Linked DNA regions of Mus musculus: region 1 is linked to region 2. The links are chromatin contacts, called in public HiChIP or PLAC-seq maps. All regions are on one chromosome and are shown on one strand. Each heading gives the region's core, a stretch centred on a gene start, on an enhancer-like site or on the middle of the called end of the contact. The rest is flanking DNA. Distances are from core to core; before and after follow the strand shown.

Region 1 (6,277 bases), core at 1,556-4,055, 61 kb before region 2:
AGAAGTTACTTATTTAGCGCCAACTGCATACCAAGCGGCTGTGATGAACATCAGAGAGTCCATGTGCCTAAGAACACCGGACTCTAACACTAACTTGAATGCAGTGGCAGAAGAGGGGGGTGGACCATTCCCCAAGGGCCTGCTCTCTGCATACCAAGGTGAATCAAGGGATGGGACACTTGACCTTCAAGGATGCAAGGGATAACACTAAACCACTCGATACTGAAAGGCTCTCTTGGTGTCAAAGATAGGTGTGAGAAGAAAATGGTTTAGCTTGGGGGTGGGGGTGGATGCTGGTAAGAACTCCACTGTCCTTCACAGGAATGAAAGACAAAACATTGGCACAAGGGTGCAGTATTTTGAAGGACTGGAGTCTGGTGGTCTGGAATTTGGAGTCCACTGAGCCACAACACAGACTTTAGAAGTGGGGGGGGGGGGGGCAACGGAGGCTTTAGTCAAGAACATGGAGGCAGCAGGCAGGACACTGTGGCATCGAATGGGAAGGGCTCATGGCTGTCTAATGCATTGTGCGCTGCACCACACAGAATCACCTCATGGGAGACATGAGATAATGCCGGAAAAAAAATTTCAAGGGGAAGGGGGGAGAAAAAAAAAAAAAAGAATCAGGTCCAAAGAGTCCACGTGATTTACAGCCACCCCAAGACGCTGTTCATTTTCATCTAGATTGGGCTGTCAGGCTTCATGTGTCCGCCTGGGTTCTCTGTGACACTCTGTGTTCAGAATCGTGGTGGAGCCTGTCAGGCACTTAAGGGGATCAGCTCAGAAACATGAGCAGAGCTGACAGTTTGCCTTGAGAAAGGCCACCCCTCGGCTAGGCATTAAGCAAATCATTTGTGCTGTGCAGCTGCGACCCGCTCCCTGGGGAAATCACACTCGCACCTTTTCTGATACCGTCAAGCCCTGTGGAGCCAAGGTCCAAGAGGGGAGAGCTGACTTCAAACCAATCTGTACAGCTTCACTTGGTAGGGTGTTGAACGGCTGCCCAAGAATGTTGGCATGTCCCCGAACATGCCTCAGCTGAGCCTGCTGGTAGCAGCTCCATTAAAGTATGTCTTATTCAGAGGAACCTTTTTCATAAATAGTAAGTAGGCTATGAGCATTTTTTGAAATGCTTGATCGATTCAAGCAAGGGTTGCAATCTTTCATGTTCTCTACTATACCCAATCATTCCCTGGGCGTCCACTGGCTGAGCATACATCACATTGGGAGGCAAGGAATCATTTTAAAGAGACATCAGCAGATATATCAGACCTGGGCATTAAAGCATAAAAATCTAAGAATTCGAACTGAAGACGCAGAGAGCCCATCACCCATCCTCCTTCAACAAGCCATGAGCTACAGTCCTGTTTCAAGGGACCTGTTTTTCTTTGTTCCAGATGTATCTAGCCTTGCCTCTGGTGGCACACCTTAAATCTGAGACAGTTTATGAGCCACAGTGGGTTAAAAAAAAAATCACAGTCCCGCATCTGAGAATCACCTTTCTTTCCCATTTCAAAATGAACAGAAAAGTTCAGGGCACATCTTAGGATGACACGCACATTCGTGACACCCAGAATGAATCTACAGGTTTGCTGCAATCCTCTGCCGCTCTTTTGACAAAACCTCAAACCGCGTGGAAAGCAGAATGAATCCCATGAACTGAATGGATCCTGGAGACATATGGCTGACAGGCAGCTGGGCTGAATGCAGACCCGAGATTTATCCGCCATCAAAGGAATCGATAATTAAAATGGAGCTCACCTCCATGCTGGGTTTTTTTTTTAAAGTCTAACTACAGGTTTCCCCAAGTTTGCCTAAAATATATATTAAAGCTTAGCATCCATAACATAAGAATATTCATTAGTAATTGTACCCTACCGATCACAAGCATGGGGAAAATTCAAAAGGTAGGGGAAACACACCCACTCACATAATTAGGACATATGTTTACTTAATGTTCCTTTCATTGCTATTAGAGGGAACACTAGCTCAGCAAATCCAAATCACAATGTTTTAACTGTTTCAATATTGTAGCCATAGACCCCAGTCGAGGTGTTTGCCAGCAACCCAGAACACACCCCATTAACAGGGGAGAAAAAAACAAAAGCAATTCTTGCTTCTAGTGGCTTCTTTCTCGGGCTAAAGACAGCTCTCTGGAAAAGGCAGCCTCCAGATCACCTCCCGGGAGCCGGGAGAACAATGAAGAACGTGTTGATCCTGCCTCTTACCTTTTTTCCTTTCCTCTTCCTATGAGCAGGCTTGGCGGGCTTCTCCTTTGGCTCTTCACTCATCTTTCCTTGAGATCAGGGGAGTTGAGACGAGGCAGGAGATCACCTTCCGTGTTCCCACATCCAAACCCACGGCAAAGAGTCACAGCATTGAGACCAAAGTCCATTTAGGGAACTCCCCAGGCAGAGCGGCTGCTTCAAGCCAGCCCTGGCTGCTGTCACGGGCAACTCAGCTCGCCTCAGGGAGGAACTGGGTGTTCTCTCCAGCAAAGCCCTGGTTATTCCTCCAAAGAAAAATCAATATTCCAACCCTTTGTTTTCTTCCTTCCTTTCTTCCTTCTTTCTTTTTCTTCCTTTCTCTCTCTTTTTATTTGTTTTTTTAGCCAGTCGTTACCCCGAGAAAAGATCTTGACAACATTTCAGGGCTTGCTTCTCCACGGTGATTCTAGCTTGGAAATGGTGAGAGAGAGAAAGGGGGAGGCATACGTGCATGTGCGCTGCACACACACACACACACACACACACACACACACACACACACACACACAGGAATAAGCTAGACTGCTGACGAATCTCTGAAGCGTCCCAGGGGCTGGCTCACTGCAGTTTGCAAGCTGGGAAGCCAAGCCGAATGTAAATGCTCTGAGATCAAGCCTCCAGAGGACACATGTGTTGAAAGCATTGGGTATACCCAGGAGGCAGCAGTGGGGGTGGTAACGAGAGATCGGGTTACTGGTTCGTGAAAACACACACACACACACACACACACACACACACACATTCTCTCTCTCTCTCTCTCTCTCTCTCTCTCTCCCCCACCCCCAACCCCAACCCCATGATTAAAAACAATAAAGAGACCTGTTACTACAGAAGACAAAGCTGGATTCTTACCCAGTGAGGTGGTTTTTGTTGTTGTTGTTTGTTTTGTTTTAAAATGTAATTAGCAAAAAATAAATAAAATAAAATAAAATAAAGTTTGCAGATTGCCTAACCAAAGCTATGGACTTCTAATGAAGAATCTGTCACACGGAGCCCATACCTAAGTTGCCAGTACCACATTCAAGCTTTGGTCATGAATATATCAAACCAACCATGAAAAGGAGCCCTCCAGAATATTCAAGAAATCCAAAAGGTTCAGCCCCTGGCTTTTTCTGTGCCAGAAACATCCTGTGCTCCTGGATAAGGCACTCAGGTCAGTGCAGGTCTCTGGCCACATTACAGCCACCACAGGGTCCCCAAGCACACAGAGGCACACACTCCTGCTCTGGGCCACCAAGATTTTGAGAGGTCTCTGGGTGACTTCACTCCTTTGTGGAAAGTCTCCAAAATGGTCCACGCATCGGAACACAGCTGATTTACTGTCGGGTGTGGTCGCTTAAGCATCTTTGGAAAGTGTTAGGAATCCATTCTTGTTAGGAAGGAATAAGGTTCTGGGTCCCCCCCCCCCAATCCCGGCCAGATCACCTTTAAGATGGAAGCAGGTCCCTTGAGCTAAAACACATGTACACTAGGAAGGGAGGAACGAGCGGGAATCCAGAGAGGAGGCTGGCTCAGGGAAGTGGATTTTAATTAATATGATCAAAGACATACAGGAGCGTAAATGAGACCCAGAAGGCCAGTTTTCAGTGAGGTACATGGAGCTATTTAATACTGGAGACACAATGCTAAAATACTGAAGCCAAAATCACCATTTCTCATCTATCATTTAAGCAGGGTTGTACCTATGTTCAACAAATCTGGACTCCCCAAGCGCCACCCCCCTAAAAATGAGTGAGCATGAGGGCAGCTTGAGACAGCTCTGTCATGGACACCAGGGTTACAAGTGCTTGCTCCAGCGACCCATGGAGATCCTGCGCACTGTGGGTTATTTAATGGTTGTTCTGCGGCTGCGCATTACAAACAGTAAACCACCACTCAAAGGCTGGCAGGGAGCATTGATGGCGGTTGCCCCACCCCTCCGTGACCTGGGGGTTCCTTCAGCTTTGAGCAGCTGCTAACCTGTCTCTCCCGTTTCTGCTGCTGTTCTGGAATGTTTCTCTGGCAGAGTAATAAAAGGTAGAAAAACCATTAACACGGTAGGATGGTTCCTTCAAGTTTTTCATTAATTCAGTGCTTGCTCATCTTCAGGACCGGGCAGTCTGGGGAATGATAGTAACGTCCCTGGGTTGATCTGTCCCTGACTGCAGTGAGATGAGCCTGGGCTTATTTGCATTATGCTCTGAGGGAGAAACTATGAAGTCGGTGCTTTGTATGAATTCTCCATAAACTGAACTATCCATGCAGGTAAAGTCAAGTCTGAATATCCCATTTAAATCTTCAACTCTTCACTCGACAAGCCACAGAGATAACCTACCTGCTCTGTCATTTTACCAGAGTACTACTGACATTTTAAAAAAAAATTTTTTTTAGAAACTTATTTTATGTGTACGAATGTTTACTTGAATGTGTACCGCATGCATGCAGTGCATAAGATGGCCAGAAGAGGGCGCCAGATCCCCCCCTCAAACTAGAGTTATTACAGGTTGGGACCCACCATGTGGGTGCTGGAAATTGAACCCAGGTCCTCTGGAAGAACAGTCGGTGCTCTTAACTGCTGAGTCATCTCTTCAACACCTTCCCTTCTAAGAAAAGTCTTTGTTTATGCCTAATGTCCTGAGTGTAGGATTAGAGAAAGAATGGAAAGAAGAGGGTATTGGATGAGGTGGTCCACAGATAAACAAACACTGCCTGCCGGGCTCCCAACTCTACCAGTGCTGTGAGATCTTTGAGCAGGAGCATTTCGCCAAGTGGGACAGCAATGTAACACTCAGGATGGGGATTTATTCTTCTCTTTAGGCTTGCACTGATGTCCCATTTTTTCTGTTATTTGCTACCCTTTGAAGGGTTCCATTAAAGAGACTTATAAAAACCGCTTATCCAAGCATTGCAAAGATACCCACACTAAGCTATGTTATCAGGGGATCCTGGCAAAAAGGAGGCTGGTGGCTGTAATCTCTTGCTTTCGCTTTACTGTGCAGAAAAATGGATGCTTTAATGACCGATTAAAAGAATTCACCTTGATGAGATCATTCTTTCACAATAAACATTTTAAAACTCAAAAACAAACAAACAAACAAACAACCCCAGAGCCTAGAATTTATTCTGCTCACTCCAGGACAAATGCCATGTTTTCTCTTATATAAAAGGTGGGGAGGGAGGCAAAGAGGGACTTCAGGGAGGGAGAGAATGGAAAGAGACAGTGATGGAATTTATATAAAATGAAAGCAGCTTGGAGGAGTAGTTGGTGGATGGACAGAGACCACCAAGCAAGGGCAGGAGGGTGTGTGCATAAATTAGAACTAAGTACAATGCCACAATATGTATCCCAATACCACGATAAAATGGTATACTAACTTACAAAATTAATTTTAAAATATTTTTAAATTAGTCTGTTTACATACAAGCATGTAAATAAGAGACTATTAATTATTAAGATGTATAAAATTTAAAAAACCACACACTAAAATGTCAATCATGACATTTTTAAAACATAAAAGCGTATTCCAGTTGATGCAAAATTTAGGGGACGGACGGGATAGACTGTTTTTAGTTCATTCCAGACTTTACTGTATTTGTTTATAGACACAAGTCTTCTCTTGCAAGTTTCTGTTCCCTCTGCTGATGGAAAAAAAAAAAAATAGAAAGTGTAGAAAGTGAAAAAAAAAAAAAAACCCAAAACAGACAAATAAAACAAAACAAAAACCCCCTTTTACCATGACCTGGTAAAATCATACGAGAGTCACTCTGCGGAGCAACCACACTTCCTAAGGAAAACCCCCACAAACCTAGCTTCCATAGCCTGAAGGTACCAAAGCGAGTATGTAACCAGCTCTGACAGAGCATCCAACTCCCAGACGGGAACTGAAATGTGTCCAATTATTTAAGTAATAAGATGTCAGAGCCTTCAGCCCTGCCACAGGAAGTGGAGGCAACTCATTGTGAGATCCAGGCCCTTTCTCTGGAACCCGATGCGTGCCAATCAGCCGGGCATGGTGCCGCACGCCTTTAAT
Region 2 (5,653 bases), core at 836-3,335:
AGATGTGGATCCTAAGGCTCTTTGCATAGATGTGCACTTTCCAAAGATTTTATTTTACTTTGTTATCTTAGCTTTTTGAAACAATGTTTCAGTGTAGCCCAGGCTGAGGTTAGCCTGGAACTCTCTCTGCAGCTCACTCTAGCACAAGCTTGCAGTGGTCCTCCTGAGTAGTACAGGCACACTTCTGCACTAGTAGATGTGCAGTAGAATACAGACATGCAAATACAGATGTACAGAATGCAGATATGCAGAATGTAGGTGTACAGAATGCAGCCGTGAATCACTGCATTTGTCTTAGTTTCCATGTTTCTTTTTTTCTTTTGTTTTATGTTTGTGGGTCAGTTTTTCGAGACAGGGTTTCTTTGTGTAGTGCTGGCAGTCCTGGATCTCTCTCTCTCTCTCTCTCTCTCTCTCTCTCTCTCTCTCTCTCTCTCTCTCTCTCTCTCTCTCTTTCTCTCTCTCTCTCTCTTCCATGCTAGTCTCAAACTCAGATTGGCCTGCATCTGAGTGCTGGGATAAAAGGTGTGTGCCACCACCACTAGGCAGTTTCCATGGTTTTAAAGTTGATGTGGAATATTAAGAAACTGCATGGGAGTGGATGGATTCTTTAATGAGTCAACCCAAATTTTTATTACAACTAAGATGATAATGAAAAAGACCTGAAATCACATATGACAGCAAAATCAATAATAAAAGGTTGTTATTAAAATTAAAACAAAAGGACATGGCACATAAAGAGATGAGATAGACCGAAGCAGAAGAGGCAGTTTGCAAAGCTGATCTCAGCAGAGAACTAGGTTTCATGTCTACTGGTTCTGCTATGCCTTGAGCCAAGTAAAACCCAAGCAATACAACCTACATCACAGCCAAGCACCTGTTCCTCCATCATGCATGCGTGTGAAACAGGAAGATGCCCATATACCCACAAATGTACCTGCCAAATATAGTCAAAGAGGTAGCTACTAGAGGAAAGTGCCCCACAAGAGACCTTCAGATTAGAAGATCATTCTGTGCCAGAACAATCCAAAACTACAAGGAAAAACAACATCTTCCTAACTTGTTTACATAACTAAAAATCCAGCTGTGTTTTAGTCTGAATTTGATGTTTTATTTCTATTTTCTTTAAGAGATAAATCTTTGTAAATCTCAAAAGCCTCTGGACATATTGTTTTATAGGTGTTTTAAATAAATATACCAAGATCTTTAGTGTAATGTGCTTGAATTACCATGGAACCAATCCATCCCAGACCACCCAGCATTCTAGAGCCTTCTAGGTTAACCAAACTAAGAGGCTTTGGAGATCATTTATAAAGGGGAAACTGAGGACAGGAACTATTTCTTTCTTGCTCACTTGTACCTGGCATGAAGTCTGATAACATCTGCTTATTAAAATAAATACAGAATCATATGAAGAATAGGAAAAAATACTTTTGAGGTCATCTCATACTATAGGCCTGCTGGCCTGAAACTTGACACATTATCCTATGAAATGCCAAGACCATGTGTGGGGCACCATGGCAGGTTTATAGATGGAAATGATGAAGTTATTTAAATAAGACATATGCTGGAATCCTGGTGTGATGGTTTGAGCATGCTTGAGTGGCACTATTAGGAAGTATAGCTTGTTGGAGGAAGTGTGTCGCTGTGGGTGTGGTCTTTAAGACCCTCCTCCTATCTCCCTAGAAGCTGGACTTCTCATGTTTACCTTCATAACAAGATGCAGAACTCTCAGCTCCTCCTGCAGCATGCCTGCCTGGATGCTGCCATATTCTTGCCTTGATGATACTGGACTGAACCTCTGAACCTGTAAGCCAGCCCCAATTAAATGTTGTCCTTTATAACAGTCGCCTTGATCACGGTGCTTGTTCACAGCAGTAAAACTCTAAGACATCTGGTTTGGGAAAATGGGGTTAGATACAGGAGAAAGGAAAAGGAGGGCTTGGTGCAATGAAGTTATGTGGAATCTATCATGTAATTTTTAACACTGGCATTGGGGGTGGGGGACAGCACAAGAGCACCCAGACTCAACCATTAGAATTCAGGAAGTCACTAATCTGCCTGTAGAGAGACCATAATACAGATGTTTATCTGATTATATGAATTCAGTGTTTTGAAAGCCAGCTCATCTGAGATAAGGACGATAAGAAGTAATCATCTCTACCTGGATGATCGAGATCTGCCCTGGGCTATGAGGGATCACAAAACACCATCCTTACAGCATAGGCACCCACAACAGGCCCCGAATAACTTCAGGGACTGTATTTGCACGTCTGTATAACAACAGGCCCCGAATAACACACAGAGACACAAAAGCACACACACAGGAATCTGTTAATCTATGTAAAGCAAATACACCTTCCTAAATCAAGGACACATAGACAAAGCTGCAAAATGTGAGGTTTGCATGGAGAGGGTATTGTTATTAAAGCTTTGGCCAGGGCTAAGGATCCAAGAGGACAAGATGGGGCAGCTAACTTGAGGCGCTTTAACACTAAACTGGCTTATAGCAATACAAACACATGCACACACATATGTGTGTATGTGTATATATATATGTGTGTGTGTGTGTGTGTGTGTGTGTGTATTTTTTTTTTTTCAAAACCCAGTGACCGAAAGCCTGACAAGGAGCAAGTTAAGAAAAGGCTGATTATAACTGAGAGCAACAGAGTTCCTTGTGGTATGGAGAGGCTGCAGGCATGTGAAGCGGCTCACTTATTTCCAGGTCAGGAAGCAAGAACAGAACAAAAACCCCAAGGAGCCCCACACCCCAATAAGCCCACTCCTTCAGCTAGGCTCCGCTTCTCAACAATTCCAACACCTCCCCAAACATTGCCACCAGCTGGGGACCATGTGTTCAAACGCACTTGAGGGAGATTTCACCCCAAGCCACCAACAAGCAGTTTGTTACATTCTAACAGATCCCCAAAGGGCAAGGGAACAAATTCAAATGTATCATTTTCTCTCATTAATTTCTCTATTTAGAAAGCTTGTGTTCATCTGAGATAATGATGATCAGTAGTAAGAACTACCTAAAGTCCACGGTGACCCAAAGAGCTTTGTAATTTGTTTTTTTTTTTTTCCCTTTTTGATTATAGATTGTCATCATGAGTTTAATTATCAAGGTACATTTTTATGATGGAGATGTTCAGGGTGACACTCTCAATCAGGCCTTTCATTGTATCTTTGGTGTTCACTCCCCCTCCTGCCAAGTTCTGTCTCCATATTTTTACAGATTATTCCTACTCTTGTGTTTTTTATACATGATATCATAATGGAAGGTCACACACACACACACACACACACACACACACACATTTACACACACTAAAACCTGACAGGAGCCAGATGCAGCAGCACACACCCATTATCCCAGCACTCAGGAGGTACAGTCCACAGGATCAGGAGTTCAAGGTCATTCTAAGTGACATGACAAGTTCAAAGCCACATCGATTTACGTAAGAACCTGCTCAAAACACGAAAAGAAATGAAATAATAAAAACTGAGGAATTGCCGGGCGTGGTGGCACACACCTTTAATCCCAGCACTCGGGAGGCAGAGGCAGGCAGATTTCTGAGTTCGAGGCCAGCCTGGTCTACAAATTGAGTTCCAGGACAGCCAGGGCTACACAGAGAAACCCTGTCTCGAAAAAACAAAAACAAACAAACAAACGAACAAAAACCTGAGGAATTGGGGGTGGAGTTGGGGGGGGGGTGGAGAGATTGCTCATCGGTTAAGAGCACTGGTTATTCTTCAAGAGGATGTGGGTTCAATTCCCAGGACTCACATGGCGGCACACAACAGTCTATAACTCCAGTTCCAGGGCATCTTACCAGATGCCTCACCCAGACATACATGCAGGCAAAACACCAGATGCACATACAAAACAAAACAAAACTAAACTAAACAAAACAAAACTAAACAAACACCAGAATTAGGTAATTCTGAAGAATTAGCTATTATATAATACCTAGAGCGTGTGTGCATTCCTCCTCCTCCTCTTCCTCCTCTTCCTTCCTTTCTTTGGCTCTTTGTATGGAGGCTAAAACCCAACTAGACACCTACTAGGTCAGTGAAGAGCTCACTGCCCAGCATATGGACCTGAGCTGCGTAGTCAATGCTGAACAAATAAAAATGCCTGAGAAACAACATCTAAATCTTATAGTGACGCTAAACATTTAGAAACAGATTTACTTGGATTTTTAATGATGTGTGTGTTTGTGTGCATGGGCAACTTGCATGAATCAATTCTTTCCTTCCACCATGGAAAGATCCAGAAGTTGAACTCAGGTCTTCCAGTTTGGTGGCAAGTGGCCATTCTTATTCAGGGTTCCTGTTGCTGTGATGAAACACCACAACTAAAAGCAAGTTGGGGAGACAACGTTAATTTGGCTTACACTTCCACTGTTCAACTTCAAAGGAAGTCATAGCAGGGGTGGGGTGGGGGTGGGGACTCAAACCAGGCAGGAACCTGGAGGCAGGAGCTGATGCAGAGGCTATGGAGGGGTGCTTACTGGCTTGCTCCTTATGGCTTGTTCAGCCTGCTTTCTTGTAGAACCCAGGAGCACTAGCCCAGGGAAGGCCCCACCCACAGTGACAGTGAATTGAGCCCTTCCATATCAATTAAGAAAATGCCTGACAGGCCTACCTATAGCACAGCCTTATGGTGGCATTTTCTCAATTGAGACTCCTTCCTTTCAAAGGACTATACTATAGCTTATGTCAAGTTGAGTAAAACTAGCCAGCCCGTGCCCTTTCCCTTGGAATCACTTCATTGGCCTTCAAATTGGATTTAAATGCAAGGGGGGGGGAGGGAAGGGAAGGGAAGGGAAGGGAAGGGAAGGGAAGGGAAGGGAAGGGAAGGGAAGGGAAGGGAAGGGAAGGGAAGGGAAGGAAAGGGAAGGAAAGGGAAGGAAAGGGAAGGAAAGGGAAGGAAATGGAAGAAAAGGGAAGGAAAGGGAAGGAAAGGGAAGGAAAGGGAAGGAAAGGGAAGGAAATGGAAGGAAAGGGAAGGAAAGGGAAGGAAAGGGAAGGAAAGGGAAGGAAGCAGGGTTGTAAAGAAAACATAATTGCCAAAGTGTCATCAAAGCCATATTTGTGATAGCATGTACTCCCATTTAATGCATTGCATCACATCCAATAACAACTGCAGTGTTCAGAGTGTGAGAATACATGCTACTTCAATGTACTTCAGACAACTGCAATAAAATATGAAAATAGGCGTAATTCCTTCTGGTCAAAACGTCACCATGCATCCTAGTGGTTTTCTTTTGTGTGTGTGTGTTCGTTATCAGTAACAAAGCTCATTTCTATTCTTAAATTACCAGAGTCTGCATGTCTTAAATTACAGTTACCTGCACGCTGCCATCCAAAGGGAGCCTGGGATTTCTATTCACAGCCAATTGGTTCAAAGCTCCGGATTCAAGGAATGAAGGAATCTAGCGTTAATTACATTGAATTTGCAATTTTCCAAGGCATTGCACCTTGTGCCTGGGAGACACATGCTACCCTGACAGAATCCACAAGATAATGAGACGAGGCTCCAGAAGTCTGAGAATGGGCTGGTGTCTGGGGACAGAGTAGAAGTATACAGGATTTCTGGGCAGGAAGAACTATGCACTATTGTCTATTTGAAGGGACAGTGGGTTGATGGAGT

The links. HiChIP or PLAC-seq counts read pairs in DNA pulled down with a chosen protein or histone mark.
Region 1: an H3K4me3 HiChIP or PLAC-seq map of the SCID.adh cell line shows a contact between it and region 2, with 22 read pairs. The contact joins the promoter of Ank3 here to the enhancer-like site in region 2. A contact is called at or near these places in 1 of 39 promoter capture datasets (hippocampal neurons), 16 of 484 Hi-C or Micro-C datasets (the AtT-20 cell line, the G1E-ER4 cell line, the N1E-115 cell line and 10 more) and 16 of 115 datasets of contacts at active chromatin or transcription factors (the SCID.adh cell line, SST interneurons, VIP interneurons and 12 more).

Annotation. Positions count from the first base shown.
Region 1 is chr10:69,530,236-69,536,512 of GRCm38.p6, reverse strand. It overlaps Ank3 (ankyrin 3, epithelial), which reads right to left and starts at 2,805. Exons shown (of 43, transcript NM_146005.3): 1 at 2,229-2,805. The coding sequence starts at 2,291. Gm51806 (a long non-coding RNA gene) reads right to left here and starts at 2,223. Exons shown (of 2, transcript XR_003949008.1): 1 at 1-2,223.
Region 2 is chr10:69,469,148-69,474,800 of GRCm38.p6, reverse strand. No RefSeq gene overlaps it. Among named protein-coding and RNA genes, the nearest start is that of Ank3, 62 kb to the left of the region's middle. Within about 2 kb of position 2,085, at least 4 of the 459 cell types and tissues checked have an H3K27ac peak or open chromatin away from gene starts, as enhancers often do. A contact at or near this core is called in the SCID.adh cell line, where this site is marked.